Linked DNA regions of Sus scrofa: region 1 is linked to region 2. The links are chromatin contacts, called in public Hi-C maps. All regions are on one chromosome and are shown on one strand. The core of a region is the stretch at or near the end of the contact, and the rest is flanking DNA. Distances in the headings are between cores, read along the strand shown.

Evidence for each region. Hi-C and Micro-C count contacts between places; a contact is called where the count stands out from the background.
Region 1: a contact with region 2 is called in a Hi-C map of embryonic fibroblasts, with 1.6 times the contacts expected there. The contact joins two enhancer-like sites. A contact is called at or near these places in 1 of 47 Hi-C or Micro-C datasets (embryonic fibroblasts) and 1 of 2 datasets of contacts at active chromatin or transcription factors (skeletal muscle).

What each region holds. Positions count from the first base shown.
Region 1 is chr5:82,203,051-82,206,571 of Sscrofa11.1, reverse strand. The region is part of intron 7 of WASHC3 (WASH complex subunit 3); the gene reads right to left. Among named protein-coding and RNA genes, the nearest start is that of WASHC3, 50 kb to the right of the region's middle. Within about 2 kb of position 2,246, at least 5 of the 83 cell types and tissues checked have an H3K27ac peak or open chromatin away from gene starts, as enhancers often do. A contact at or near this core is called in embryonic fibroblasts, where this site is marked.
Region 2 is chr5:81,770,732-81,774,346 of Sscrofa11.1, reverse strand. It overlaps a transcript of IGF1 not described here. Among named protein-coding and RNA genes, the nearest start is that of IGF1, 8.7 kb to the left of the region's middle. Within about 2 kb of position 1,881, at least 8 of the 83 cell types and tissues checked have an H3K27ac peak or open chromatin away from gene starts, as enhancers often do. A contact at or near this core is called in embryonic fibroblasts, where this site is marked.

The DNA of each region.
Region 1 (3,521 bases), core at 997-3,496, 430 kb before region 2:
AAACTTTTCTTTTCCTGGTAAGAAAATCTAAGCATTGACTGAAATAATTTATAAAGCAATATTCTATATTTTTGAACACAAAACTAAAACAGATTAACCTTAACATTGTCCATTTTCTTTCCCCTTAGACTCTTTTGAGTATGATGGTAACAATAGTATTCTTTCACATACCTTTTTACTTTTTGGCTTTTTTTTTTTTACTAATTTTTACAAGCTAAAAGAAGTAATTCTTGGTTATGTAAGCACCACTATTATTTTCAAAAACTTGGATTTTTTAAAGGTATTAAATAATCACTCAGAAGTAGCAGGTAAATACCATTTATTTGGTAATTATCAGGCATTTCTTCAGTTTTATGGACTTCATAAAATTCAGTGATAGTGATTTTTCTAGGAAAATAGTCAGGCTCTCTTCTCCCTTACCATGTAAACCATTTTGGTTTAAAATTACATACTCTTCACACCTTCACACCGTGCACAAAAATAAACTCAAAATGACTTGAAGACTTAAACGTAAGATAAGACACCATCAAACTCTTAGAAGAGAACATAGGCAAAACATTCTCTGACATCAGCCTTACAAATGTTTTCTCTGGTCAGTCTCCCAAGACAAGGGAAATAAAAGCGAAAATAAACCAGTGGGACCTAATCAAAGGGACAAGCTTTTGCATAGCAAAGGAAACCATTAAAAAAAAAAAAAAAAAAAAAAAAAAAAAAAAAAAAAAAAAAGAGACAACTTGCAGAATGGGAGAAAATAGTTTCAAATGATGCAACTGACAAGGGCCTAATCTCTAAAATATACAAATAACTTATACAGCTTAACAGCAAAAAAAGCCAACAACCCAATTGAAAAATGGGCAAAAGACCTGAATAGACTGTCCTCCAAAGAAAATATACAGAGGGCCAATAAGGACATGAAAAAATGCTCGACATCAATGATTATTAGAGAAAGCAAATCAAAACTACCATGAGGTACCACCTCACACCTGTCAGAATGGCCATCATTAATAAATCCACAAATAACAAATGCTGGAGAGGGTGTAGAGAAAAGGGAACCCTCCTGCACAGCTGGTGGGAATGTAAGCTGGTACAGCCACTATGGAAAACAGTATGGAGGTATCTTAGAAATCTATACATAGAACTACCATATGACCCAGCAATTTCACTCTTGGGCATATATCTGGACAAAACTTTCCTTGAAAAAGACACATGCACCCGCATGTTCACTGCAGCACTATTAACAATAGCCAAGTCATGGAAATAACCTAAATGTCCATCGATAGATGAATGGATTCAGAAGATGTCGTATATATACACAATAGAGTACTACTCAGCCATAAAAAAGAACAAAATAATGCCATTTGTACCAACATGGATGGAACCAGATACTTTCATCCTGAGCGAAGTAAGTCAGAAAGAGAAAGATAAATACCATATCACTTATATCTGGCATCTAATATACAGCACAAATGAACCTCTCCACAGAAAAAAAAGTATGGACATGGAGAACAGACTTGTGGTTGCCAAGGGGTAAGGGTAGAGAGGGAGATGGACTGGGAGCTTGGGGTAAATAGATGCAGAATGTTGCCTTAGGGGTAGATAAGCAATAAGATCCTGCTGTACAGCACTGGGAAATATATCTAGTCACTTATGATGGAGCATGATAATGGGAGAAAAAGGAATATGTATATGCGTATGTGTGACTGGGTTACCTTGCTGTACAATAGAAAACTGACAGAACACTGTAAACCAGCTATAACTGCAAAAAATAAAAAAAAAATTTTTTTTAAATTACATACTCTTGGCTTCCAAACTGTTGTATACATAAGCCAATTGAATAACAATGTATTTTCTGATCAGTATTTATTTCTATATTACCTCAATTTTGCTCTTTGCTCAGCATAAACAGATCTAGGCTATTTCCTCTTATAGTCGTAGGAGTCTATCTTACTACTAAGGCTAATAAAAAAAAAAAGTACATGTTTACACTTTAAAAGAAAAAAGAACAATCTTTAGTTCTTGGGTGAGGCTTAATATGAACCCAAGATTCTAAATAAAAGTACACTCTTTTCTTGAATGGCACATTTTCTTCTTCTTAATCATCTTAGACATTTCTTCCAAAATGACGCTCCTTAACTTTTATGTAAACATAATTTTCAGAGCATGAGAATTCCTCTTTAACAAGGAGGTTGATTCCACTTATCATATCTAGCTAAACATAGTTGGAGCGGGTTTTCTAGTAGTAGTGCTGATAGGTTATAGCGAGTCACCCTACTCCAACCAGCGTCCCTTGTGACCAATGGCATGTACTCATGAGGTAATGGGGCAGAATTCAGGCTCCAGGCTGTGGTTGAAGAATAGCTTTTCTGTAAGACAATGTTAACTGTTACTGGAATTCTACCCTAAAACTTGGCACCACCTTGCAATTGAATGTTTCTCAACATTTACAGACAATGACATGCCTTCAAACTTGCTAAGTGAGGTATATCAAGGAAGTACTGGCAGCCCTGGGGGTTCTCCCTTTGGTAGTCAGCCATGGACTTCTTAAGGTGGTAATACCTAAATGGACTCTTAAAGAATTTCAAATTAGTCTGGTCAATAAGAGGGAAGGAAGTTCCATGGGGAGGAAAACAAAAACTCAAAGACACCAGGAAAATGGAGTTCCCGTCATGGCTCAGTGGTTAATGAACCTGACTAGCATCCATGAGGACTCTGGTTCGATCTCTGGCCTCACTCAGTGGGTTAAGGATCTGGTGTTGTCGTGAGCTGTGGTGAAGGTCACAGACATGTCTCAGATCCCTGTTGCTATGACTCTGGTGTAGGCCGGCGGCTACAGCTCCAAATGGATCCCTAGCCTGGGAACTTCCATATGCCGCGGGTGTGGCCTTAAAAGACAAAAAGACAAAAAAGACCAAAAAAGACAAACAAACAGGAGTTCTCGTCGTGGCGCATTGGTTAACGAATCCGACTGGGAACCATGAGGTTGCGGGTTCGATCCTTGCCCTTGCTCAGTGGGTTAACGATCCGGCGTTGCCATGAGCTGTGGTGTAGGTTGCAGACGCGGCTCGGATCCAGCGTTGCTGTGGCTCTGGCGTGGGCTGGTGGCTACAGCTCCGATTCAACCCCTAGCCTGGGAACCTCCATATGCCGTGGAAGCGGTCCAAGAAATAGCAAAAAAAAAAAAAAAAAAAAAAAAAAAAGACAAACAAACAAGCAAACAAACAAAAAACCCACAAAAAAATAAAGACACTGGGAAAAGGATACATTCAAAGAACTGCAAATAGTTTGCTACAGCTGCAGGAGACAGGAATGTATGAATGAGTGGCAAGAAATGAAGCTAGAGTCCTAAAGATAAAAGCATTTATTTGTGATTCTAAGATGTTAGACTATATGCTAAAGGCAGTGGAGAGACACAGAAAGATTTGTATGTGTGAACAGACAAACTGTATGAACAGATGCATTAAGTTTTTAGTGACAGATTGAAAGAGAATAGGAAAACCAATCAGGAGCTATTGTAATAATTC
Region 2 (3,615 bases), core at 632-3,131:
GATGTCCTAGAAGCCCACTGCACGTCTCCAAGGCTGTCACCCAGTCCGAGGTTCTCTCTTGGCACACTGTGGGCAAAGATTACCTTACCCCCGTGCGTTCTACTGAAAGGCTGCTTGGGAGACGGAACGCATACTGTTCCATCAGACATTCTGCTCCCGCGATATCCACACACTGACTCGCTGTCTCTTGGTTTTATAACCCCAATTACCCTTAAAGGATAATTGGGTTTTAATTTATGTCCCAGTTTTTATGTCACAATCAAAGAAAACTAAAATTTCAGTGAGTCGTAATTATCATCAGCTGTGCTGTGGAAACATTCCAGGGTGAGCTCTCCGTTTCCAATAGGGAAAGCAATTTCCTGAAGTGATTATTGTATACGTCAACGTGGAGCATGGTCTATATTTCTGGGTAGAGCGAGCCAGCAACAGAGCGGGGCAATAATTCCTAGGGAAATGGCCATTTTCTTTGCTAATTCCAGGAGTCAACATGAAAGCCAAAGGGCAATAAATGTGCCACACGATGACTTTTTAATGACCGAGTCCTGCACCTGTTTAGGAGACAGAGATGAAGGCACCTATTACTGGAGGGTCCACGGCGGTAGTAAATCTAATCCCCAGGAAAAGTTCAGGTCAAGAAGCCCCACTGGAGAGAAATGTACAGGGTCAGTCTAAAATTACTGAATGATTCTGTAGTCTCCTGCCTGGAACAATCTGACAGTTAGATATGGGAATTGTGTGCCACCAAAATAGCAAGGATGTGCTCATCATGAGAACATCCACTCCTGGAGACGCAGAGATTCACAGTTTCACCTTTTGCATGTGTAATGCCTGCGGGATATAAATAACTCTCCCCTAAAGCCTTTTTCTTGAGTAGCATATTTGCATAAAGCTGCAGTCTCAGAAGACTTCTGACACCTTTCTTAAAAAAAAAAAGAAAGAAAAAAAGTTGTTCATCTCCTGAAAGAGCAAGCTGATTGAGAGTCACTGAAAGGGGTGGGCCAGGCCCTGTGCCCCACTCTTTTTGCTCGAGCCATGTCCCCAGTCTTCCCCACAACTGCAGAGTTCCTCATGCAGGAGCTAATCTCATTCCCATGTGCAATGGGGCAGACCCACAATTTATTTCATTAATGTCTTTGTTGACTCTCAAGAAAAGCTCACGAAGGGTATTTGGAGGTAAGAGGACTCTGGAACCAAACAGAGGGTGAAGTTTAAGGTCCAGGGGCCACCCACCAGGCACAGAACTTGGGGTAAACTACTAGACGTGTCTCTTGGCTCAAGACTGGGAGGCGGGTTGGTCTGGGAGTGTATTCTCCAATGTTTGAGATCAAGAGCTTGTCAATTCAGAACGTAAAACTCAGAGGAAAAGGCTGGCCTCAAAAATACAACATGCTGCTGAACAAGGGACCCAATGTCAGCTCCAAAAGATCTTCTCAGAAGCAGCTCTGTTAGTCCTCAGAAAGATCTTTAGCTCAAAGGAACTGCTTTAAATCCTCAGAGGAGCTTTTTCCCCCACAGCTAGGGAAAACAGTAATAGGGAGAAGAAATCCTCCCACTAAAGAAATCAATGCTTTCTTTTCAACATCAAACTTGGATCTTATTTCTTCTAAAATGTCAAAAGGGCAAATGCTGAGAACAGTCAGAAGCAAAACTTTTGTGGTTTTGGGAGCAAAAGAATTCTTCGTAATGGCAGATGAGGAGTCACTGCATGGGGCGAGGGTGGATTGGTGGAGTGAGAGAACCTAAGGGCTCACCGCAATTGCCCCTAGTTGAAGAGAAAAGTGAGGAAAGGAGACACCAATTCCAAATTTCAGGGGCAAGTACCCAAAGAGTGCTTTCTTTTGGAATCGAAAAATGTGCGCGCCCTCTAGTGGGCTTCGGGGAAACTGCCACCGCAATCTTGACCATTGCTGCGCGAAGTTTGGGAGGCATAGGGTGTTATAGAAAAGCTCTAGATTCAAATATACTTTAAACTGAGCACATCTTTTGAAACAAATAAGCTAGGTGTTTAATTGGCTCTACTTTTTAAAAAGGGGAAAGTGCTAAAGGGAGACAGAAAGATGCTAAACGTTATGAGAGCATGGATGACGTCTCCAGGGCCCCACTCCCAGTGCTTACACCTGGTGGGGGCTCCACACATTTTGTTGGTTGAATCAGAGTCTGGAAAATAAATGATGATAAAGGTAAACTATTTCACCTAGAAGGATAATAAACTCTTTGAGAATGAAATGAACAATTTCTTCATTTTTATAAATAAGAAAAGAGGGGTGGAGGAGCAGTGGATAGAAAAGTGACTTGTTTTAATGTAACAAATGTAGGAGCTTGAAAATGGAGCTGAAATCCAAGCCCCCTGTTTGTTCTGCTCTCTTTATACAACATCAGTGTTCAAATGTGGGCTCAAACACTGATGGTCGAAGACACGGCATTCAAGAAACCTAGGAATTCCCTGGTGGCTGCAATGGGTTAAGGATCCAGTGTTGTCACTGCTGTTGGGATTCGAACTTGTCTGGGAACTTCGACATGCTGCAGGCATGACCAAAATATACATATAAAGAACATTAACTGAGACAAAATTATAATTTTCAGAAGGAAAAAGAAAGGGGAAAAAAAGATTTGAAAGGAAAAAAAAAGAATCACGTAAGTGTGGAATGGTTCCATTTTTAATTCTTCTTCTAGCCTAAATTTACTGAGAAAACAGTCTCAGTTTAGTACGAATCAGTCTTCAGTTCCTCTCTAACACTTGCTAATCTCCCTTTTGGATGACAACAACAACAAAACAAACAAAAAAACAAAAACAAAAACAAAATGAACCTTAAGCCCAAAGTCATTCCATGAAATGGTTTTATCTAGAACTTAATAACACTTTTTTTGTTTTTATAGTTATTTGTTTTTTTTGAAGAATACTTTCTGCTTAGAGCAAGTGATACTGTTTTTGAAGTAGATATTTTAAAGCTTAGTTTTAAAATATATATTTCTATGTCTTAAAAATCAACTTAAGAAAAAATATTTTTAAATTAAATTCTATTACAGATGTAAGACAGTTATGACAAAAAAAACAATGTAATTGGCATTTGAAGATTTTACATTTGGGCATCATCGCAGTGTTTAGGGGAAAAGCCCAACCTAGCCACAAGGACAAAAGCAGGTAGCAAAGACCCTGTATATAGAAAATGCCACCATATGAATGTATTAATAATGTTTGCTGATCGTTTAGATACCCTTTAAGCTCACAGTCTTTTTCATTCCAGTCTTTCATAGAGCTTGGGAGATGTTGAAAAGGCTAGGTAGATTGAATAGCAGTTGAGTTAAATCTTGAGGCCTGAGTTCACATTCAAGATGGAAAAAAAACCCCAAAACAACAGTATATGCTATTCCAGGCAGAGGAAACAGCATAGGCAAAGTTGTATGGGAATGAGAAGGTACCCAGTATTGGGGTGACAATCATGCTTTCAGACTCCTGTACTGTGGAGGCTCTTTAGTCCCCTCTCCTCCCCATCAGTAGCTTTTACAGAGCTGAAAGACTGGAAAACAATCTTAATTCCCTCATGATTCTCTTGTAAACGAAGATTTGTATGGAACTAAGTATGTGATTAATTCTGGGAATGACACAGTGCCTCA